Regions from separate parts of the Mus musculus genome. Here all the other regions are linked to region 4. The links are chromatin contacts, called in public Hi-C, HiCAR-type, HiChIP or PLAC-seq and promoter capture Hi-C maps. All regions are on one chromosome and are shown on one strand. The core of a region is the stretch at or near the end of the contact, and the rest is flanking DNA. Distances in the headings are between cores, read along the strand shown. Region 1 overlaps E130308A19Rik (RIKEN cDNA E130308A19 gene). Region 2 holds the start of Svep1 (sushi, von Willebrand factor type A, EGF and pentraxin domain containing 1). Region 3 has its middle 10 kb from the start of Slc46a2. Region 4 holds the start of Dnajc25 (DnaJ heat shock protein family (Hsp40) member C25). Region 5 overlaps Snx30 (sorting nexin family member 30). Region 6 overlaps Musk (muscle, skeletal, receptor tyrosine kinase). Region 7 holds the start of Inip (INTS3 and NABP interacting protein).

What was found. Hi-C and Micro-C count contacts between places; a contact is called where the count stands out from the background. HiCAR-type assays count read pairs that join an accessible place to other places. HiChIP or PLAC-seq counts read pairs in DNA pulled down with a chosen protein or histone mark. Capture Hi-C pulls out chosen DNA fragments and counts their contacts.
Region 1: a contact with region 4 is called in an H3K27ac HiChIP or PLAC-seq map of large pre-B cells, with 4 times the contacts expected there. The contact joins the enhancer-like site here to the promoter of Dnajc25 in region 4. A contact is called at or near these places in 2 of 39 promoter capture datasets (the C10 cell line and the HPC-7 cell line) and 2 of 115 datasets of contacts at active chromatin or transcription factors (the 230-238 cell line and large pre-B cells).
Region 2: a contact with region 4 is called in a promoter capture Hi-C map of adipose tissue. The contact joins the promoter of Svep1 here to the promoter of Dnajc25 in region 4. A contact is called at or near these places in 5 of 39 promoter capture datasets (the 3T3-L1 cell line, 3T3-L1-derived adipocytes, cranial neural crest and 2 more), 1 of 115 datasets of contacts at active chromatin or transcription factors (embryonic forebrain) and 1 of 9 other capture datasets (adipose tissue).
Region 3: a Hi-C map of B cells shows a contact between it and region 4, with 7 read pairs. The contact joins the enhancer-like site here to the promoter of Dnajc25 in region 4. A contact is called at or near these places in 4 of 39 promoter capture datasets (cranial neural crest, frontonasal cranial neural crest, pre-B cells and 1 more), 1 of 484 Hi-C or Micro-C datasets (B cells), 1 of 115 datasets of contacts at active chromatin or transcription factors (bone marrow-derived macrophages) and 1 of 9 other capture datasets (liver).
Region 5: a contact with region 4 is called in an H3K27ac HiChIP or PLAC-seq map of microglia, with 9 times the contacts expected there. The contact joins the enhancer-like site here to the promoter of Dnajc25 in region 4. A contact is called at or near these places in 4 of 39 promoter capture datasets (hematopoietic stem and progenitor cells, liver, neutrophils and 1 more), 4 of 115 datasets of contacts at active chromatin or transcription factors (embryonic stem cells, fetal liver, large pre-B cells and 1 more) and 1 of 9 other capture datasets (adipose tissue).
Region 6: a contact with region 4 is called in an H3K4me3 HiChIP or PLAC-seq map of embryonic limb bud, with 3 times the contacts expected there. The contact joins the enhancer-like site here to the promoter of Dnajc25 in region 4. A contact is called at or near these places in 6 of 39 promoter capture datasets (the 3T3-L1 cell line, cranial neural crest, frontonasal cranial neural crest and 2 more) and 2 of 115 datasets of contacts at active chromatin or transcription factors (embryonic limb bud and embryonic stem cells).
Region 7: a contact with region 4 is called in a HiCAR-type map of astrocytes, with 3 times the contacts expected there. The contact joins the promoter of Inip here to the promoter of Dnajc25 in region 4. A contact is called at or near these places in 4 of 39 promoter capture datasets (the C10 cell line, the HPC-7 cell line, HPC-7-derived erythroid cells and 1 more), 3 of 484 Hi-C or Micro-C datasets (CD4 T cells, CD8 T cells and Sertoli cells), 7 of 115 datasets of contacts at active chromatin or transcription factors (the 230-238 cell line, astrocytes, effector CD8 T cells and 4 more) and 3 of 9 other capture datasets (adipose tissue, liver and macrophages).

What each region holds. Positions count from the first base shown.
Region 1 is chr4:59,719,831-59,722,909 of GRCm38.p6, reverse strand. The region is part of intron 2 of E130308A19Rik (RIKEN cDNA E130308A19 gene); the gene reads right to left. Among named protein-coding and RNA genes, the nearest start is that of Inip, 62 kb to the left of the region's middle. Within about 2 kb of position 1,294, at least 8 of the 459 cell types and tissues checked have an H3K27ac peak or open chromatin away from gene starts, as enhancers often do.
Region 2 is chr4:58,204,903-58,207,888 of GRCm38.p6, reverse strand. It overlaps Svep1 (sushi, von Willebrand factor type A, EGF and pentraxin domain containing 1), which reads left to right and starts at 1,293. Exons shown (of 48, transcript NM_022814.2): 1 at 1,293-2,046. The coding sequence starts at 1,513.
Region 3 is chr4:59,923,536-59,926,909 of GRCm38.p6, reverse strand. No RefSeq gene overlaps it. Among named protein-coding and RNA genes, the nearest start is that of Slc46a2, 10 kb to the right of the region's middle. Within about 2 kb of position 1,574, at least 17 of the 459 cell types and tissues checked have an H3K27ac peak or open chromatin away from gene starts, as enhancers often do. A contact at or near this core is called in B cells, where this site is marked.
Region 4 is chr4:59,001,930-59,005,282 of GRCm38.p6, reverse strand. It overlaps Dnajc25 (DnaJ heat shock protein family (Hsp40) member C25), which reads right to left and starts at 2,090. Exons shown (of 4, transcript NM_001033165.3): 1 at 1,726-2,090. The coding sequence starts at 2,052.
Region 5 is chr4:59,843,959-59,847,284 of GRCm38.p6, reverse strand. The region is part of intron 1 of Snx30 (sorting nexin family member 30); the gene reads right to left. Among named protein-coding and RNA genes, the nearest start is that of Snx30, 40 kb to the right of the region's middle. Within about 2 kb of position 1,829, at least 67 of the 459 cell types and tissues checked have an H3K27ac peak or open chromatin away from gene starts, as enhancers often do. A contact at or near this core is called in hematopoietic stem and progenitor cells, liver, microglia and 1 more, where this site is marked.
Region 6 is chr4:58,343,573-58,346,579 of GRCm38.p6, reverse strand. It overlaps Musk (muscle, skeletal, receptor tyrosine kinase), which reads right to left. Exons shown (of 15, transcript NM_001037129.1): 8 at 2,269-2,428. Among named protein-coding and RNA genes, the nearest start is that of Musk, 59 kb to the right of the region's middle. Within about 2 kb of position 1,384, at least 2 of the 459 cell types and tissues checked have an H3K27ac peak or open chromatin away from gene starts, as enhancers often do. A contact at or near this core is called in embryonic limb bud, where this site is marked.
Region 7 is chr4:59,782,466-59,785,627 of GRCm38.p6, reverse strand. Inip (INTS3 and NABP interacting protein) reads left to right here and starts at 1,773. Exons shown (of 5, transcript NM_001013577.1): 1 at 1,773-1,900.

The sequences.
Region 1 (3,079 bases), core at 45-2,544, 720 kb before region 4:
CAGTACGCAGCACACAGCAGCAGGGCTCAGTACTGCTAGTCTGTTCTCTCAGGTCAGTGCTGAGACAGGCCTTCTCAGACACTGCGGTCAACACAATCAGGAATTACAAACTATGTCTCAGATAAGAGTTTTACAGAAACCTTAAAAATGACAGGTATTACCACATAAGAATGGCCTTTTAAAAAGCTCCCTCATAAGGAGCTTGCCATGAGCTCACGAACTAGCTCTAGAAGGAGAGTGGGAAGTTCTGCAGAGGGACTGGGAGAAAGCCCTGTGTGTTTAACAGTGGAGGCAATGGGGAGGTGGGTAAGAGGACAGTGTGCAGCCGTGACACATTGCCCAGCATTCCTTTAAAGCAGACAGACAGCCTTCAGCGCTGCAAAGACACTACTCTCATTTCTGGCTCAAATCAATACCTAGCTCATACTAAAAATGGCGAATAGAAAAAGCTTGGGAGTGAGAAAGCAGACTACTCCTTCTTCATCTAACCAACTTAAAATTTCATCCTAAAATGAAGATAACTTACTTTCTCCTTAAGGTTGTTCAAAAGATTTAGAAGGTACTTGTATAGAAACATATACAACTTTTCTTATCAACACTTATCTTAGAAGGACAAGTTCATGGAGATATTCTACCCAACGATGTCCCATGCAGACCTGCCACTTCTGCACTAGAAGACCACAGCCTAGAAGGCCTTGTGTGCTTATTACTTATTGATGCAAAGAGCCACCTAGCCATGGGAAAACTTGGCTCTGTGACAACTTATAAAGCAAATAAAAATATTTGTCTTTTTGTCATATTATAAAATACCACCTACCTTCCAAGCCATTGTGACTTACAAGGTTGATTTGAAGAAGAAACACATGCCCCAAAAGGGCGCTCAGACGTAACAAACCAACGATGGGTTGCAGTTCTTACACATTACTGATTGCACAGGATGGGGAGGCCCCCAGCTCAGCCTCACTGTAGCTCTCACATCTACATGTACTTGATTTTTGAAGTGTCTTAACTAATCATTTATTAATGTTTTAGTCTTCAAGACTTGAAAAACAAAAGACTAAAAAAAAAAAACCATGACAAATGTTAAACCAAAATTATTCAAACTACAGAGCATTAAATGCATTTCTATTAATGAGAAGAAACTGAAGAATGCTTTGAATTCTGCTAAGCCTGGTAACAAAATATTGTGACTTAAAATGGGTGTCAATTTTCCTTTGATCTTAAGCTCAGAGTCAAGTAACCCCTAGGGAAAAAAGAGTCAAATTTAATGCTTAGACATAGCAACAGGATACTGCAGCCTGGCTCTACCAACGCACCAGACGTTTTCAGTGGGGCCTCTATTCTCTACTTTCTCTCTCATGCTTAACATACAATCTAACACTCAAATATTCTCGAAGATTTTGGTAGTTTTAAATTTCTTGTAAATCTGATGATCAAATTCATTTCCACTGACTTAGGGACAAAGAACATTCTATTCAGGTCTAAGCACCACAGTAAAAATGAGCTATGGAACAGTCTTTTATTACCGCCCCCCCCCAACCCATAGCAGAGCTTGCATATTGTTTTTAAATGAGACATCTCCAAAAAAGGATGGCACCTTTATTCCTCTTCTATAGCCCACCTCCCCAAAGGAAAGTCCTGTACATGCTGAGACCTCCATATCCGGTGAAAATGAGGCACGGCTGAAACTCTATGCTAAAAATATATGCAAATAAATAAATAGATTCATGTTGAGCTTATGACGCTACTTTCTGATCTGGCGCAACAATACTGCACAGGCAGTAAAACTGTCTCCTGACTCATATGTAATCTTTAAAAATTAAAAAAATAAATCCATCTATGAAGGAGACTAAAAGTGGGAGGTGAGGCAGGAGGAGGAGCTGAGGACACAGTGTCTTGAATGACTCTTGGTTTCCTTTCTGATTTGTTTTTTTCTTTTTTTAAACGGAATTCTTTCTCTACAGTTGCCTGAGAACCGCTATGGTTTTTGCCAGTCTGTAACAGTGATTATATGTCATCACCCAGAAGCACACTTGTTTGTCTCAAGCCTATAAATACTGTGTTAGTAATACTAAACTATTGCCATTGGCTTTCTGTAAAAAGAAAAATAGAGATTTGCATTTTATAAAGTTAGCAGTGAGGGCAGGTGGAAGGGACGCAATGCAGTACACATGATGGTTTCCTGGGACACAGAAACCAAAGTGAGGTCTTGGACGAGCCACCTGGTCAGGCCGTGTCCGAGGAAGAGTCATAGGAGGAGACAATGAAATTGCCACTGCTGGAGTGGCCAGCCACGGACTGGGCAGCCTGCTGGCTCAGGTTGTTGCAGATGAGCACCAGCTGATTGCTCTGGGCCTCAGACAAGGTGCTACAGCTCTGGTAGACACTGAAGTTGGTCTTCCTGCCGGGGATGTTGCCCTTCTCACACATGGTCTTCACCATCTTGGCTAGCTTGTTCTTGCCAAGGGCCTGGCAATTGTACCAGTGAAGAGCTGCCAAGTTCACAACTGGCTTGATGGACAAGTAGAAGGGGGCATCCTCATAGCGCATAGCAGGAGGCCTCCGCTGGGCATACTCCTTATAATCCTGCACCGGGCAGGTCTGCGGGGCATGCTGGGTGGCATAAACTCGCGAGTCCGTTCCTCCTCTCTTGGTTTTGGCATTCAAATCACCAGTGTCCTGACCTATCCACTCCAAATACTCAAGCCCGGTTTCTGTGACACGGAGCCGGATATCGCCCCATTTCAAGGTGGATCCATGGAAGCCTGTGCAGTGGCCAAACGCTTTCGTGTTGTTGAGCCAGACGAGGTTGAGCAGACCCTCAGGGTTGTACCTGCTCAGCAGTCCCCTCTTCCGCAGGATGAGCTCATCGGCAAAGGTGAGCTTCATGGACTTGTGTGGCTTGTTCCCCTTGCCTTTGCAGCGAAGCTCGATCTGTTTCTGTTTCAGGGCTTCCTGGGAACGCTTGAACTCCTTATCCCTGGTGATGCTGTAGCCATATCTGTGCTCTTTCAGGTACCGTTCCAGCCCACACTGGTAATTGGCCAAGCTGTTGGGCTCGTACTCAGACCCATCCTTC
Region 2 (2,986 bases), core at 44-2,543, 800 kb after region 4:
GGGGTCATTTGATTCCAAGGCAAAATAAAAGTAGACACTGGACCAAAGCCCAGAGGTGATGGGGGTTTACATAACTACGCAGAGTTCCTGATTCCTAGCTGGAATCTTTTAGGCAAGGGCTCTGCCTTTCATGTAATAAGTATGTGCTTCAGCGTGCACAGCTTTGAGGTCTTAATTGGAAAAATCACTCCAAGTAGCAGCTGGTATTCCAAAGGGTATATATGCCAGGACGATCTAATCTGTTGCATCAAATAAAAAGAGGAGGGTGTTAATATCACAGGGTGTCTACTTATAGTTCAAAATTTAGCATAAACTTCTGTCCTCATAGAAGGCTTGCCTGGCCTTGGCTAAAGTCAAGTTTGCCTTTGAAAGCAAGACAAACTTCTGTTTAAGCAAGGTCAGTTGTAATTTTGTGTGTGTGTATACATATATATATGTATATATACATACACACATATATACATATATATATATACATATGTGATACACATAAACATGTGTAATCATACATATTCGTTTCACGTATGAATATCAAGTTGATGGTGACATCACTTTTACCTGCTACAGGTTCCTAGAGGACAGGTCCATGTCAGTTTTCCCCTGCTCGTGTTACCTATAGAGCATCGCAAGCTGCTACGTGGAGGAAAGAATGAACAATACAGGAATGATTAACCGCGGGAAAGGTGAACGATAACTCTGCGTATGTGATGCGCACGGGTGGGCCCCACCCACTTCAACAGCCTGAGATCTGAACAGGTTCTCAGGATTCTGCACCACTCACCAGACAGACCCTTCAGGAAAGTTATGCAAATATCCACTTTGGGAGGCTTAGACACGCATCCCCACCCCACCCCACCCCCCAAGAGTGGAATGAACCCCAAAAGGTGAGCAAGCAGTTTTCAAAGCATGCTTTCAACTCTGCCAGCCCCGCGTGTGTGTTTTCTTCTCCAGTGTTTCCAATTACTGTGGCACTCTCGGTATCCACATCCATCTCCAGCGCATTCCTCCGCAGCTCCTTGCCAGACATATGGGATCAATCAGTGAGCTTGTGAGGGAATGTTGACAGCATGACAGGCGAGGGGTTCTGGTGTCATGGAATCTCCAAGAGTCTTTAGCTGGATCCCAGGCAAGAGAGAGGGGGGAGGAGAGAGATAGAGGAGAGATAGGGAGAGGAGTGGGAAAAGGAAGGAGAGGACAGACAGAGAAGGAGGGAAGCGACTCTGACTTCACTGCCCCCTTCCTTCAAACATTTTATAGGCTTCGGGAGAGAGAAGGAGGAGGAGAGAAACCAAATAGCCGAGAGTCAGAGGAGCACATCCCTCCAGTCCCTCCCGAGTCCCCGAGCTGCCAGAGGAGTCTGGATCGTGTCCCCAGTGTCACATGCAAGGACGCTGAGGTTCGCGGTTGCTACCCCGGGTCCCCTCCGCTTAGTCCGGGAACCTTGGCGCCTCTCTGCGCGCTCGGGGACTGTCGCCTTGCACTCCCCGGGGCCACCGCTCGGTCCCCAGCGGGATGTGGTCGCGCCTGGCCTTTTGTTGCTGGGCTCTGGCACTGGTGTCAGGCTGGACCAACTTCCAGCCCGTGGCCCCTTCGCTCAACTTCAGCTTCCGCCTGTTCCCCGAGGCCTCTCCGGGGGCTCTGGGCAGACTGGCGGTACCTCCCGCGTCCAGTGAGGAGGAGGCAGCAGGGAGCAAAGTGGAGCGCCTGGGCCGCGCGTTCCGGAGCCGCGTGCGGCGACTGCGGGAGCTCAGCGGCAGCCTGGAGCTCGTCTTCCTGGTGGACGAGTCGTCCAGCGTGGGCCAAACCAACTTCCTCAACGAGCTCAAGTTCGTGCGCAAGCTGCTGTCCGACTTCCCCGTGGTGTCCACGGCCACGCGTGTGGCCATCGTCACCTTCTCATCCAAGAACAACGTGGTGGCGCGCGTGGATTACATCTCCACCAGCCGCGCGCACCAACACAAGTGCGCGCTACTCAGCCGCGAGATCCCGGCCATCACCTACCGCGGTGGTGGCACCTATACCAAGGGCGCCTTCCAGCAAGCCGCGGTAAGACCCCCACACACCCAGGCCAGCGGCCTGGGGCCCCTCCTGCCCACCGCTGCCAACCCCTTCTCTAGCCTGGTTCAGCTCCTGCAAGGCTTAAGGTGTCCAAGGGGAGCCAGCGTCCCAAGAAGCACAAATATGACCATTCTCCTGCTGCCCTAGTGAAGGTCCAGACTGAAATGGGTTTTTAAATGCTTAAGGAGGTGTCACATTTCTTAAAGGGTTCCTTGAGGGACCCTAGTAGGAAGGGACCTTTAAGCTCACTTAAGTTTGTGAGGAAACTGTTTATACAAGCTGAAACAGGTATGGTTAACAAATATTTGTGAAGATGGGACATGTAATGAGCTGAGGACAGTCCTAATTCTTTTTCATGACATAGACTTCGTAACTTTGCTTCCAGACTTTAATTGTTTACTAGTTTGTGATAGGCTCTCTCGTGTTTCCAAGACTGGTCTCCGACTTACAACACAGCAGAGCGTGTCCCTGAGTTATGATCCTCCTGCCTCCACCTCCCAAGCGCGGGGATGACAGCCATTGGCCACCATGACTTTATGTTCCAGGTCTTCCTAAACAAATGCTTAGCATATGACAGAAGTAATGTAATTTATATTACTTTTATAAAAATGAGTCTTTTTCCTAACTACAAAGTAATACAAAGTAGGTCATAATTTGGAATACTGAGAAATATTTAAGGCAACCCATCAAGTCAATGTTTGTAGAATAAATGAAACAAAAGAGAATGGGGAATCCGAATAATCTCTTTATCCTTAAAATTCCAGCGGATATACAGTTGAATGTTGTCCAGTATGTTACTCATATGTTATTTCAACAAACTTGCTAACCTACGGTTTTGCAGCCTGCATTCTTCAGCTGTTGAATATGATCAAATGTACATTAATTCATGGTATCCTGTGGCATGACAGTATTGGCTCCCCTTGGAACT
Region 3 (3,374 bases), core at 325-2,824, 920 kb before region 4:
TTGTTGGGTAGAATACGAATTTGGACCTTAATCCAAGGATAGCTGCCAGTCATCAAAGGGGCATACCCAGGGAAATAACAGGATCTTACCTATGCTTTGACAAAATGACTTGGGCTGCAGTGTGGCTTAACGTATTGAGAAGGACACTCACTATGTGGATGTGTCAGAGACTGTATGTTCCATGTGGAAGAGAAAGTCTGAGGGGTCAGGGAGATGGGCTGATGAATAAGAAAGAGTGCTTGCTTTGCAAGTAAGTGGGCCGGAGTTCCAATCCCCAGAATGCATATAAATAGTTGGCATGGCTGCATGTGCCCACAATCCCATCTCTGGTGTGGGGTGGGAGAGACAGATCACAAGGGCTAACACTGGCCTGCCTGTCTAGCCAAAGGACGAGCTTCCAGTTCAATGAGAGGCCTTGTCTCAAGGAAGTAGGGAATTGTGACAGAGAGGGACTCCTGACTTCTTATTCTATTCTCATGTGTGCACATTCTCATGTGTGCACATCACCACCATCACCACCACCACACACACACACACACACACACACACACACACACACACACACACAAACACACACACACACACACAAAATGCAGGAAACAAGTCGGGGGCTTACTGTATCACTGCTCAGGAGAGTGTAGCTGGCGGCAGCACTCAGCTGGGCTTGGAAATCTCTGTTAGAAGCTCTTTGCTGAGACCAAACCAAAGTGCACAGCCATGGCCCTAGCTCTTTCTTCTGGGACCACAAAGAACAAGTCCAAGCCGATCCAATAGGAGTCTTTCGAGTTAGCTTGAATCACCATCCTGCCATTCATGAATCCCTTCTTCCTGTTTAAAATCCATTAGTCTTTAAGCAGGTCCACAAACACCCTGAAGAGTCATCCTCTTCCTCGGGCCTTCTCAGAGCAATCCCAGCTGGCAATGTAGATTCTAGAGTTTAAGATGAGTATGGAGTATCGAGTTGCTATTCCAATGCTGTGACTATAGTATGAAAACAGACCAAGAAGGATTCAACCTACAGCTGGACAGCTAAAAAGTACATTGGGCTACTAATAACAGAACCCAGACCTTGGCTGGTCTGTTTGAAACATGTCGTGCAGTAATCATCGTATCCTGACAGCTTTCAGTATGAATCTTAATATTAGCCTTATTTTGCAGATAAGAAAAACACAGTAGGAGAGTTTTTTTTCTTTTTTTTATTGGATATTTTCTTCATTTACATTTCAAATGCTATCCCAAAAGTCCCCTATACCTCCCTCCCACCCCCTGCCCTGCTCCCCTACCCACTCACTCCCACTTCTTAGCCCTGGCTTTCCCCTGTACTGGGGCATATAAAGTTTGCTAGACTAAGGATCCTCTCTTCCCAATGATGGCTGACTAGGCCATCTTCTGCTACATATGCAGTTAGAGACACGAGCTCTGAGGGTACTGATTAGTTCATAATGTTGTTCCACCTATACGGTTGCAGACTCCTTCAGCTCTTGGGTACTTTCTCTAGCTCAGTAGGAGGGTTCTTAAGGTTGCCCAGGTACTGAGTACTAAGCTACCAAGCACCTGAGTCCTTCAGCCGCACTCAGGTGCACTCAGCCACAGCTGTACATCCTGTTGACGGAAAGGAAAAGAAGCATGGTGCCCTCTCCGCTTGGGTGAAAAGTGGTTTAGGATGCTAAAGGAAGTCGGGCGTGAACCCCAAATAGCTACAGCATTTTAGAGAAACAAAAGGACCAAAGAGATGGCTCAGCGGGTAAAGGGTCTTGCTGCAAAATCTGGTGACCTGAGTTCGCTCCCTGGGACCCACATGGTGGAAGGGAAGACCTCCGTACTTGCATTATTGCACATACGTGTGTATACACACATATGTATACACACATACACTAAATAGTTTTTTAAGGGATTAAATTTAAAACAAAAACAAAAACCAAAGAACCATAAATGCCTAACAAGTTAAAGGGGCATTTATTTAAGGCAGAGAATGGATTTCATAACACTGAGAATAGCAAGAGAGGTATGTAAACATTTTAATTCTCGTCCTCCCTCTCTTCCTCCTGATTCCCCCTTCTCTTCTTGGGATAAGAACACTTAACATGAACACGTGATCTGACCAGCTCACAAGCTTTTACAGTGAAATGCATGATGTTTTGGCTTGGGTACATCAAAACACAGACCCCCAGCTTCACGCATCTTGAGCTGAAGTGAAACTGGTCAGGCACACTTCATGTCCTTCACCTCCTGCCTCCTCCAGCCCCCAGCAGCAGTCACTGTTGGGCTCTTTAACTCTGTGCCCTGGACAAGTTCTCTCACTGCTGCAAGCTAAATCGGGAAGAGCTGAACACAAACGCACAAAGGGCTTTGAAAACCTCAGCTGGAAGTCACCCACTCGCCACTTTGCAAGCACTTATTGATTTCCTGCCACGTGCCACACAGACCCTAGGTGCTAGAGAATCATCCAGGGTTCCTATTTGCATGAGATGTCTCTGAAGAACAATTATTTTGGATAAAACAAACATGCAAATGTAGGCACAATTGTGAACTACATCAGGTACTTTATGAGTAAAAACAATATGTGTGTGTCTGTGTGTGTGTGTATGTGTGTCTCTGTCTGTGTGTCTGTGTGTGTCTATGTGTGTCTCTGTCTGTGTGACTGTGTGTCTGTGTGTGTGTGTGTGTGTGTGTGTGTGTGTGTGTGTGTGTGTGAGGCACACTCTCCTGCATGCGTGAGGAGGACAGGAGAAGACACTGGGTGTCTTCCTCTATCACTCTCTGACTTCTTTCCAGCACTGATCCTGTCTCCATGTCCCACAGTGCTGGGGCTGCAGGCAGTTGTATCTGGCTTTCCACCTGGGAGCTGAGAGCTGAACTTGCTTGTTCAGAAAGCACTCTTACCCTCTGAGCCATTTCTCCAGCCCTACAAGCAAACAAAACTTTAGGTTATTCTTCTATATAATATTAAATGAAAGGTACAATTTGATCATCATCATCCCAAGAGGTTGAATGAGTGTATTAAGAAAGAGAGAGAGAGAGAGAGAGAGAGAGAAGAAGAAGAAGAAGGAGGAGGAGGAGGAGGAGGAGGAGGAGGAGGAGGAGGAGGAGGAGGAGGAGGGCAAAGCAAGTAGACCACAGCATTCACTTATTAAGTTATCAGGTAAAATTATTTGGAGAGTCCAAATCATTAGCATATTTTCTTCTCAACAATATGGTGGCAGTAAAATCATAACTAGAGGATTGTTTGTGATCAAACAAAGGGACTTGAGATGTGTCCTTAATGCAGTGACAACTCAACCACTGGAAAACACTTGAAGGGAAAGTGTTGAAATCCTAAGTCACACACGGCAGAAGCCTGTCTCTGGTGGTCCCCAAGGACCAGGCTCAGCCAC
Region 4 (3,353 bases), core at 841-3,340:
TCAAGAGATCCACCTGCCCCTGGCTCCCAAATGCTGGGATTAAAGGCGTGCACCACCATGCCAGACAACACACTTTATAACTGCCTAGAAGCCCCTTGGCCTTGAGTGGACACATTGTTTTACCTAGCTTTTTTATTTTCTGATAAATCAGTTCTAAACTTTAGAGTAGAAACCTTTAGAAGCAACAAACCAAAACAACCAAACAACCAAAACAACCAGATTAGACTTTGGAAACAGTGTCCCTAAGAAAATAGCATAACTATTTTGAGTCCTAGGAGTACTTCCATTGAGAATGTCATCTGCTGGCACTACACTTTAGTCCTGGCACTTGTTCTCAAAGTTCTTATGAACACCTTTACCATTCCCCCGCCAAACCTACCCACCCATCTCTTGCCCCACAAAACCTAGGCGAAGGCGACAGTTGCCAGCACTTCTGCTCCTATCTGTCCTGGCTCTCTCAGCAGAGCCCCCAGTGCACCTCGAGGCCCTTGGAAGGTCGGGCAGCATAGAACCACACGTTCCTCAGCAAACAGTTTGGGGTTCATGTGCTGAGTGGTTCCAGGGGGAGCAAGTTCTTTCTGGTTTTTTTGAAGCCTGTTCTCTCAATCACTCATTCCTCTAATAATGGGGACTAAGCCTTCAAATTTCTTTCTAACTGCTCGCCCATACCTCAACTGAGTGCCAACAAAAACTGTACTCTCACTAGCTGGTGAGAATTTAGTCAGTGAAGTACAGTCTTAATAGCTCCAAACATCAAACTGCTCTAAGCCTGAAAGAAAGGGAATTTGACTCCGAATTGCCAACTCTGTAAAGCTAATCTGGAGGACTAATCCACCATTAATGGTAATACAGCTATCCAAAGTAGTCATTACAAGAAGGCTGGAAAACAAAACAACAACAACAACAAAAACCTAGGAAAGAGACACAGCTATGATGGAAACACGGCTATGACTGACGCTGCAGTCTTCCGATGGGGCTCTTGAAACAGAAATACCTCCCTCAAGCATGACATAACAGGTGATTTTTTTTTTTACATATACTGCAGTAATCAAAGAAAAGGGGGTCAAGCTAAATCCTCCTACATGCACAGCAGGCAATAAAGCCTTTGTCAGATCACTACACACGTCCAAAAATTATTTTCCTACTAGGAATTCTCAATCTTCTGCCCCAAGTCAGAAACAACTATCCAAGGTCACTCAGGAGTTGTCAGAGCCAAAAGTCACAGTCCAGTTTTCGGACTGATAGTTCGCTGTTTGTGTGTGTGTGTGTGTGTGTGTGTGTGCGCGCGCTTCTAGATAAATGTCATTATTGACATTATCCCAGAGGCCAAACTTCTGTCCTATCAAATTGGCATGATCAGTTGTTAATACTCAGTATTTCAGACTTTTCTGTTCTATGTCCTATCTCAGATCCTAGCACTGACAATCACCCTGCTTTCCGAGCATGCACCTCAAGTAACCAGAATGCTTTTTACACCAAAAATAAAATAAGTGCAAAGCTTTGCATAACAACTGTCCAAAAACAGAACTGGCTGTCCTCCAAAACTGTCCTCGAGGAGGTGGCCATGCTGGCTAGCGGGCCAAGGTGGCTCATTCCACGGCCACGTGGGAAACGTGGACCTCCTAAAAGTCCAGGCGGCAGCAGTGTGCTGGGGTCGTAGAGGACCTGATCACCCGGCTAGGAGACCCAAATCCCCAGCCACCCATCAGCGCCCGCGAGCCTCACCTTGAGCGTCTCGTAGGCGGTCGCCACTAGCAGGAAAGCCTCGGCGCTCGGCGGCGCGCCCCCGGGGCCGTCCCCGGGCTCGGGCCGGTAGCGATCTGGGTGGTAGCGCCGGGCCAGCTGACGGTAGGCCCGCGCGATCTCCGCCTTGCTGGCCGAGCGGCTCACGCCCAGCACCTCGTAGCAGTCGCGCGTGCCGCAGTACAGCCCTTCCACCAGGGCCTCGGCGGGCCGCGCCAGCAGCGGGACCAGCAGCAGCGGCGCCAGCAGCAGCCATGGGCGCTGGCCGGCAGCCCCGGGTCCCCCGCGCAAAGCGAGCCGCGCCGCCATCCCCGCCTCGCTCGCCGCTCTGCCAGCACAGCGGCCGCGGCTGCTCTCCTCGGCGCCGGGCTCGGCCCCGCAGCCCGGTCCACGTCAGCAGGCCGCGCCTGTGCGCAGGCGCAGGGGGCGTGGCGCCGCAGCCACTTCCGTCCCCGCGCGTTGCTAGGAGAGAAGGACGCCTTAGCCTCGGGCGGCTTCTGTGTGTTGTGGAGCCTGGTAGTCTTAGTAGCTCAGCGGTCTTTTCTGAGGCAGGGGTAGGTGTCTGTCTGTCTGAAGCGCTCCTAGCCGCCTAGTGCGGCACAGTCCACACGCAGGACTAGCCACACGCCACCTTCTCGACCTCGCTACTTCATCCGCTGCCGTAGGAACTCTGGGCACTGGCATCCTGTCTCCAGGCCTGGACATTGCCCCCCCTCTAACCCAAACTGAAGATGAACTTAGACAATTGCACTGTCTCTCTCCCAGGAGCCCTGAAAGACCGTGGCCTTTTTGTTCTCTGTTTCTCTGCTTATTTATATTTTAGAGCAAACAATTATTTGCCCGGAGGATGTAAAACGTTTAGTAGTACCCCCATACGGTCCACAAAAGTGCCTGTAACACCATTATCCCTAATTGTGACAATCAAAATACAGCTTAAGATCTTGCAAATGCCTCCAGGGAAATCAGGAGGTGGAGTGGGGAGAGGACGTGCTCCATTAAGTTTAAATTTCAGATAAACCACAGTTTTTAAATGTGTAATTTATTTGTTGCTGTGACCAAATACCTGCAAGCAGCAACATCAAAGATGAAGGATTTATTTGGGTTTAGGGTTCTAGGGAATACGGCCCCCACAGTCCAGAAGGCCTGGCAACAAAGTTGCTAGTTACACATTATCTGAAATTAGAATAAAGGAATGAAAAGGGTGCCAAATTTATTTTCTCCTTTTTATTTGATCCAATGCCTCACTATGTATGATGGTGATGTGTCCATGTTGTTCTTACCTCAGTTACACCCTTCTGGAAAACAGCCTCACACACACTCAGAGATGTGTTTCCATGGTGATTCTAAATCCAGTCGGGTTGATAATGAATGACCAGTATATCCCACATGACTGACTTTATAGTTTCCCAGGTCTATGATGGCAACTGGCTAACAACTAATAGATAGGGATCTATCCATTGGGATTGGTCTGTACACCAAGTGAAGATTTGATAGACAATGTTAGATATTCAGGAAGAATACAATTAAATTTTTCTAGTATCAACATGGACTTTAGCCTCTATAAACCTCAATTATTTCATTTCAAATAAATTCAAAGTGAGCCAAAATAC
Region 5 (3,326 bases), core at 580-3,079, 840 kb before region 4:
AGTGGAAAGCCCGCTCTCTATGAGGGCAGCACATCATATGGACAGGGGCCCTGCCCTGAATCAAAAGGAGAATGGGAGCTGGGCAGCAGTGTTCATCTCTCTGTCTCCTGAGCACAGATGCAATGTGACCAGCCACCCCTGCCCCTGCCCCTGCCTTCCCATCACAGTGAGCCTAAAGTAACCCTTCTTTCTTAGCTCACTTTTCATGGGTATTGTGTTTGGTCAATGCATGCACATACTACTTGGCAGACTTCAAAGTCAAGTACACAGCTTTCTAAGAAGACAGACTAAGCTGTCCTAACACAACTAAAAACACAACTCTCCCTAAGACCAGCTCTCTTTTATGCCCATCTCTAGCCTGCTCTCAGGATCCTGCCAGCCAAAAAACCACAATTGAGCAAAATGTTCATTCTTCCACTGGCATTTCTGCACACACATCACACAAGGCCACGGGGCACAGAACCTGCCAATCGTCATCAAATCTGGTTGTTCTACATTAAAAGGAAAAGACTCTGAAGTGACAGGCCATTCAACAACATCTAAAGAGTCTAGGTCTCACGCATGGCTGTCCCACACCACCTTGTCCTTCAAGCACAACAGCCATCAGCATCTTAGCAGACGATGAGTCTACTGATGCGTCCCAGGGAGCAGAGGATCATCAGACCCTCACCTGAGATTAGGGCCACTCCCTCCAGCACCCCTTCCTCCTGGCCATATTTAATTTCTGTCTCTACCTGTGTTATGACCTAGGAGCAGCTCAGGCAAGTGTCCCATCTTCTGATATTGCAACACAAAGTTGTCACACACACAGTTCATGCTCAAGAAGCATCAATCAAGTTACAAGACGTCATACATAAAGTAAGTTCCGATTTGTACTGGGCCCCACTCACAGCTCTCCTGGGGCATATGCAGCCCGTGGGATACATGTGGGACATACCTGTCAGATAGAACAGAGAAGATAAATAAAGGCATGCTCCATCTATACAGCTAAGGAGAAGGAGTGAAGGGAAGTCTCACCCAGGCAGGGATGAGACTTTAGTGATACATACCTGTCTTAGGGTTTATTTCTGTGAAGAGACACCATGACCAATGCAACTCTTATAAAGGCAAACATTTAATTGGAGCTGGCTTACAGTTTCAGAGGTTCAGTCCATTGCCATCATGGCAGGAAGCATGGCATCCTGCAGGCAGACTTTGTTCTGGAGAAGGAACTCAAGAGTTCTAGATCTTGATCCAAGGGCAGACAGGAGATTCTTCAGCAGGCAGCCATGATGGGGCTCTCTTCTGCACTGGGCAGAACTTGAGCATAGGACCTCAAAGCCCACCCCCACAGTAACTCACTTCCTCCAACAAGGCCATACCTCCTAATAGTGCCACTTCCCATGGCCAAACATATTCAAACCATCACAATAGCTGTGTGGGGTCACCTGCATCCTATTTAGTAAGCCCAAATAAACCCACTCGTCCACTAAGCTAGTTAGACAGAATCATTACTTTGGTCTGTCATTGGTAACCTACCGGGGTTGGGGGCCAGAAGAAGGCATTAAATCCCCTAGAAATAGAGCTACAGGGAGCAGCCATGCGGGTGCTGGCAATACAGCGTAGTCATCTGCAAGAGCAGCAAGTGCTCTTAACCACTGAGCCGTCTCTCCAGTTCCCAAACCATCCTTGTAACCACCACTCATTCATCTCACAAAATAAGACAATTCAGATGTGTCAAAAACGTTAGTAAAGAACTTTCTTGGTTGTCAGAACCAGAGTGTAGAAGAAACAAAATACTAGTCTGTTCTATGTGATCAAATATGGGTAAATCATTACCCCAGACCAAACTCTCTTGAGGGCAAAAGCCACTCAGGCAAGGAACAGGACAGGACAGACTCACAGACCAATGGCAAGTATCAGATGTTACGATGACAACAGCCTTCCCCGCTCTCATCTCTAAATGTGCTTTAAATCCCCCCACATTTTCAGGAAGACTGAAAGTGTCCTTTTTATCAGACACAGACTCTGGAATTTGTGAGCCTCTCAGGGACAAAATTTATGTGCCAAATTGTGCCATTTGACACGTATGTCCCTCCTTGGGAGAGATATAATTTCTGTGGTCGATCTTAAAACCGTCTGTGGGAAAAGAAAGGGCCACCGAGTTGAAACTGCCTTTCTGATCTAAGAAGGGAACGGAAGCACGCCCTCCTTCCTCTGGACACTACTCAAACCACCTTCTGGCAGAGCTCTCTCGTGCTCAGGGTTTGTGACAAACTCACCCTCCAGCTGTGGCAGTGGGAGGCCTTCAAACCCACAACCAAAACTGAAAATTAACACAAGGCTGAACTGGAAGGAAGCCTGTAACCCTATCCCAGAGGGCCATGCTTCCTATGGTCAGTCAGTGTTCATATCATTCCTTTGTCTCCAACAGTGTCAGCTCTGAGGCGTTGGCTCAGCAATAGTACCCAGATTCCAATCCACATCTTAGGAATTCCTCGAGGCGTGGTGCCCTGGACACCTGTGCTAGAAGCGTCCTATATTCCTTTGTAATACGAATTTTCAACCCCCAAGTCCACGTGGATGTCTCTGCAGAGCCATTTGCTTGGTCCATGGCTGCTCCAGATCCCAGCCAATGTGGCTCAGTCCAGAGAAGGGTGGTTCCTCTTTATGTCCACGGTTAACTGAGTCACTGAAGAAGAAATGAAAACTGCACCAAGAGTCTGGTCACAGGAAAAAATTAAGAATGGGCTTGCAAGATGGCTCAGCAGGTGGAGGTGCTTGCTGCCAAGCCTGACAACCCGAGTTCAATCCCCTGGACTCCTACCAGTTATCCTCTGACCACCACACACACAAAGTAAACTAATAAGAATTACTTTTTGAACATTAAGGAATAAGAGAAGAAACAGGATCTCTGAATGCATGAGGCTCTGGGCTTAATCCCTGGGACTTGTCAAAGCAAGAAACAGCAAGAAAAAGAAAAAAGGGAGGTTTGTGTTCTAAGCTATGGGGTTTGGAATTTTTTGACATCAAAAAGTTTTTTTTAAGTTTATTACAGTAAGATGAGCTGTCATCAAATTTAAAACTGCATCCATGTGTTGCAGCCTAAGTGCAGAGCTCGTGCACAGGGCTGCATTACTCTAGGGAACAGAAGCCCCGCCGTTCCACAAAAATTGTGCTGTATATAGCCTGTTGCTATTTTGTCTCATTAGCATCATGTTTTCACTGTCCTTTTGCTAGTGTATAAATTATTCAACTGCACAAATTTCTCTGTGTTACAACTGCCTACAGAATTCAACACCGTAACATGTCGTACCACTCACTGGGCAGCCTATACTCTGCTGTAT
Region 6 (3,007 bases), core at 135-2,634, 660 kb after region 4:
TGGAAACTGACAGACTCTGGAGTGACCATGGGGGAAATGTCAAGAACTGTGTAAGGTCTGTAAGATTTCATTCCACCAGGGAAGTCACTGGAAATCACCAAGAAATGCCTCAGACTTAATTTTAATTCTAAAAAATAAAATCTAGTCTGTCTTCTGTTGAGTTACACAGGTTAGGCTGAAAGACTCTCATTTCCATTCGGAAGATGCTACTGGGGCTGAGGAGATGGCTCAGCAGTTAAAACACTTGCCGAATAAGGGTGGAGGGAGTTTGGATCCCTAGAAACCCACAAGAATTGCCCAGTGGGTGTGGTGGTCACCTGCCATCCCAAACTCAGAAGGCAGAGACAGGGGATCCTCAGAACAAGCTGGCTAGCAAGCCTAACCAAATCTGTGCATCTGGGTTTAATTGAGAAACCCTGCTTCAATGCCTAGTATGGAGGTGCAATGGAGGATAGACCCTAACAGTAACTTCTAGCCACCATTTGTGCATCGACAGTCACACAATCTGTCCACAGACATGCAGGGAAAAACACATAACATTGGAGATTGGAGGACACCATTGAAGTATCAATCCCTTTCTTCCTTGCCATCTAGAAAAGCGATGGAGAAGGAAGGACCATCTTGACCTCTAGCCAAGGATTATCACTAAGAAACCAGGGACTTGCACACATGGGACCCTCTGAAGACTGACAGCACTAATATTCATCTTCCATCTAGGGGAAGAACAAGCCAAGCTAAATAACATCCATGCATATGCCTGAAATATCCCTGTGTAATGTGCTCACCCTTTCCTTATAATAAATTGCAATCGCTAGTGTGTACTAACTGGTTCTACTCCAGTGCCACACTAGGACGCTTGCAGACCTCAATTTTACCCTGGCAGACTGACCTCTTTTCTTAGCACCTGCCATTGCCACTGTGTTCTGGATGTCACGTCTTTTCTAGGCTCCTGGGCCACATTCAGCACATTTAACAATTGCATACAAAGTCCTTTATACAAAGCAAAGTATGGTACAAATGGTAATCATTTTTTAAAATTATCTTTAGTATGTTGAATCACTTTGTGGCTCATCATTGCTTAAAGAAGTGGTATACTTTAACTGGTACAATGACCAAAGACCCTATAGAAAGACAGATCCTACAAGGAGGTAGTAGAGGGAGTCTATTTTCACCTTTGTGGGCATGCTCCTGAGGTCTAGCCTTGTCTACTGCTACTTACATACTCTGTGGTCTCTATTTCAGATTAAGAATCATAAGTACTATTAGAAAGTTCCCCACTGGGGAAGATCAAAGAAATAAGCCGTAATAAGAAACAGCAGACTCCAGGAGCTGGCCCTGAGTCTGCCCCGTGCTAGCTTTACATGTCAGGCCAAACACCTCTCGACTGATCCTTGAACAGAAGGCCTGCTATGAGTCTAACATGCCTGGCATTTCCTGATACACAGATTATTTCCACCTCTAGCAATTCCACAAATGTGCCCAGAAGCCTTTTGGATATTTAACTTTTAAAAATAACCCTTCACAACACAATGCAGGTAGCCTAGAAACACATGTGCCAGCTGTTTCCCATGAAAATACCTGCAAACCCTGTTGTCACTTGGATAACACAGGGAAGTAAAATACAAACAAAGCAAAGCAAAGCAAAGCAAAGCAAAACAAAACAAAACAAAAAAAACATGGTAAAAATGCCCTTAAGGAACAGCTGTGTGGAACTGGTTCAGCCATGTTAAATATCTACCAACTTTCTGAGAGCCTTGGGAAGCTTGCTTAACCCAGAGAGGTGGGGACAGGAGAGGTTCTAAAAGAAAGAGTAGAGGAAAGAAGAAAAGAAGGGTGGAATGATAGAAGGAAGGAATCAAGAACCAAGAAGGGAGAAGGGAGCAAGAAAGGGAGGGGGAGAGGAAGCGAGGGAGGCAGAGGCAGAGGGAGGGAAGAGAGATAGAAGAAGGAGGAGAGAGGGAGGAAAGACATGAATAGAGATAGGGAGGGGAGGGGAGAGGGAAAGAAAAGAAATTAAAAGGGAGGGAAAGAGAAAAGTAAGGTTCTGTAAATTGGTATCCATCACTTGAACAAGAATGTTAAGATGTTGTTTTTAATGCAACAAAGTCAAAATCTATGTCTCGATCACCCATGTGTGTCAAAATGAACAAGGGAATAGCTTCAAGGGGACTGGGGTGATGAAGGGGGTTTTACCTCTGCCTCCCTTCCAGATGCCATGGAGTGCCAGCTGCCCCCTCTTCTGGAGCACTGTAAACACGCAGCACCTACCTGCTATGCTGACAGTGGCTGCAGCCTTTGCGGTACTGAACTTTTCTCCGTGCTTATTGGTAGCTATGCATGTGTAGAGTCCTGGCTTTGTGATGAAGAGCTGGAGTCTTGAGTCAATCACTCGGTCTTTCACACTCTCTTGAATGGAACCTGAAGAAACCTGGTGGGTGTAGGCAAAATAAAAGGTAGAACTAGATTACCCTCTCCTAAGACACCACATCGGTTGCCTGGTATGATCAACAGGCATGGGGAGAACTGCAAATACAGAAACAAGCTCCCTGTCCCTAGGCCCATGTCCTTGTACTATGAGTCCTCAGTCCCTCTCTCATTCTCCACCCTTTGATCTAGACTAGCCAGTGATGTGTTCTGAGATTACGTACAAAACTGGCACATTGTGGCTTGCTTTCTTTTTTATTTTGGACCCTGGGTCGCTCTGTGGATAAACTAGAGAGAGCTTGCTGGATATGGTAGTTTGAATGAAAACAGCCCCCATAGGCTCATAAGGACTGCCACTATTAGGAGGTGTGGCCTTGTTGGAGGAAGTGTGTCACTGAGGGTGGGCTTTGAGGTTTCAGATGCTCAAGCCAGGACTGCTGTCTCTTTCTCTTCCTGCTGCCTGTGGATCCAGATGTAGAACTCTTGGCTCTTTCTCCAGCACTGTGTCTGCCTCCATGTTTCCCATGATGATAATGGACTAAACCTCTGAACCAGTAAGCCAATTAAACATTGTCCTTTATAA
Region 7 (3,162 bases), core at 524-3,023, 780 kb before region 4:
CTACAAAGTGAGTTCAAGGACAGCCTCTGTGTATCAAAACCCTGTCTCAACGGGGGTGGGGTGGGGTGGGGAATCACAATGAGCTGGTTCCAGAGGAATCCCTAATACTTTGACCCTTTAATGCAGTTCCTCACGTTGTGGTGACTCCAGACATAAGATTATTTTCTCTGCTGTTTCATAACTGTAATTTTGCTTCTGTTATGAATCATAGTGTAAATATCTGATATGAAGGATACCTTATATGTTATCCCTGTACACAAGTTGAAAACTGCTATTCTAGGGCAAAGACAATATTCAGAAGTTAAGAATTTGGTAGAGTTTTGGGGTTTTAGCTCAGCTCATTGCTGGATACAATGTAGTAACACCTCTGCTTCCCATATACAAATCACAGGAAGGCATAAACTAATGTAGAGCAAGCACCTAGCACGTGGAAAACATGCAACAATTTTTTTTTTCTGTGAACTAAGTAAATCTTTGGTATTGAACTTACTGTTTCAGTCCTGGACTGTGCATTGTAAACATTAGCAAACATCAATTATTATTTTAGAAATAAGGTTTAAGTAGTCAATACTGACCTTAAACTTGCTATGTTCCTTGTTCAAGCTACATACCTTGGACAAAAGATCCTCTTCCCACTAAATTCCCAAGGCTGGATTAAGAAGTATACACTACCATGCCCAATTTTATGTGGTGTGAGGTATCAAATTCAGGGCCTCCTGTGTCCTAGACAAGGACTCTACCAATTTAGCTACATCTCCAACATCCCAAATATTAATTAAGAGCACAGGTGCAAGTTGTGGAGAGTGGTTGATAATCACAGAACAAATACACCTTAAAACATATTTATGTCTTTTGCATTTCTGTTTATTTGTTTGTTTGTTTGCAAATAGGGTTTCTCTGGGTAGCCCTGGCTGTCCTGGAACTCGCTTTGAAGGTTGGCCTTGAATTCATAGAGCTATGCCTGGCTCTGCCCCCCCCCCCCCCCCCCCACGCCACCACCGCCTGGCAAACGCTTTTACGTCTTAAGGTAAACGTCTGGATTTAGCGTGAGGCTATGCAGCATAGGGTAACTTCCAGTAGCATCTTGGTGTGGCGTTCACTCTTTTGTTTGTTTGCTTTTGAGTCGGGGGTTTCTCTGTGTAATCCTGACTGTCCTGGAGTTTGCTATGCAGACCTGGATGGCCTCAAACTTCGAGAGATCCGAGATCCGTCTCTGCCTCCAAGAGTGCTGGGATCAAAAGCATGCCTCACTGCTCTCAGCCGACACTTTCATTTTTAAAATTCAGATTATGCACACTAGTGAAAACTTGTACCTATTTAGTGCTCACCTTGTGTATAATTATTGACTCAGACGGTAAACAACAAAAATATTCCTGGGATGGTTGTTAAAACCTGAAAGTGTGCTCAACCTCCCTCTGAAGCTCTACTGAAGTGGATTAACATCAGGGTTAAATAAATCCTGACAGACAGACAGACAGACAGACAGACAGACAGACAGACAGACAGCTAATCTCCTGCAAACCTGAAGGGGAAAAAAAAAGAATCAATTTAGGTGCTAGGGACCCTGCTCTATTCCTGCCAATCAGCGTTTGGCTCCGCCCCCAATTGTACGGCCTGCATCTCCCGTGAGCCTCTTCGACTGTCATTCTTCGGAAGGGAAACCCTTTCCGGCCGAAGAAACGCTTAAACTACGAATCACTTGGGGTAGCGTCCGTTGCGTCCAGTCGATAGGCGGGACTTCCGCTTCCAGGGGGCCCGTCAGTCAGGAGGCGGAAGTTGGTGCCGGCGGGAAGGTTGTAGCGCGGTGCATTGCTGCACTCTCGCCGGGTTCTGCGTGGGCGCGCCCCCCTGCACGGCTGCGACCGGACAGCGAGCTTTCTCCAGGCTCCTCGCATTCCGGGTAAGTAAAAAGGACTGGTGACGCCAAGAGAAGGGTGGCCCGAACGCTGGCCACGGGGCAGCGGCCTCGCGCGGCATAGTGTGCGAGGGTTTCTCACTTCCCGTTGGGTTTCGCCCACCCCGCGCGCGGGCGGGGACTCCTGGGTCACCCTGACCCTTTCTCAGGGTGGCCTTGATAGCCTTCGGTACGAGCTCGGCTTCGCCCATGCCGTGCTCCAGCCCCAGCCGTGGGAGACGCGAGTCCTTTCCACCCGGCATCTGCTTAGAGCTCGTGTCTTCGCTCAACAATAGTTCTCTACTTCCGCAATCCCGTTCGCGCCTTGTTTTGTTTTGAGTCAGGGTCGGGCTGTGTAGCCCTGGTTGGCCGGGTACTCGGGGTTCTTCTGCCTCATCTTCCAGAGGGCTGGAATTACCGCTATGCGCGGTCACGTTTTTAAAGAGCACATTTGTTAAATTAGTTTTCCTTCCCCCGCCCCCTCCATCCCCAATCCCGTGTGATTACTTGAATGAAACTCAAGGGTCGAGGAGTTTGTCTTGTGATTCCGGCGTGGCCAAATGCAAAACTTTTATTTCTAAACTTAGAGATGAGCAGGCTTGGGGTTGGAGAGGTGGCTCAGCCGGTAAGAGCACTTGCCCAAGCATTAGGGTCTGTGTTGGAATCTCCCGGCATCCATGGCCGAAGACAGACACCTGCACCCCAGAGCTGAGGGAAGGCAGAGACGGAGGATCGGTGAGGGTGGCAGCCTAGCTCCGGGCTCAGTGAGAGACCCTGTTTTCAAGGGAAGAAGGTAGAGAGTGATAGCACAAGGCATCTGATGCCTTTTCCTGCCCTGCTCACACATGCACCACACACACAAAGGAACCAGGAGTCCAGGTTTCCTTACTAGTTTTGTGACTGTTGGCCTCCACGTACATAAAAATGCTCATTAAAAAACATTTTTGGGGACACATCTTACACAATATATGGCGCAGAGTAGATACTTGTTAGGTTGGTTGGTTCTTTCTTTCCTTCTTTCTTTCACCAGCACAGCAAATGCTGGAATTTGTTTTTTAAATGAACGGAGAGTGCTTTTTATAGAATTTTATTTTTCTTCCTAGCACTGATTATGTGGATACTTTACAAAAGGTTGATATATTTGGTAAATACATCTTGATGATGTAAATTAAAAGTTATGCTAAATGTTGGTATTAACAACTTAAGTCCTAGAAAAAAAAAATGTTCATTTAATGAAGTGCATGAGGAATTTGCAGAGCTAAATTTCT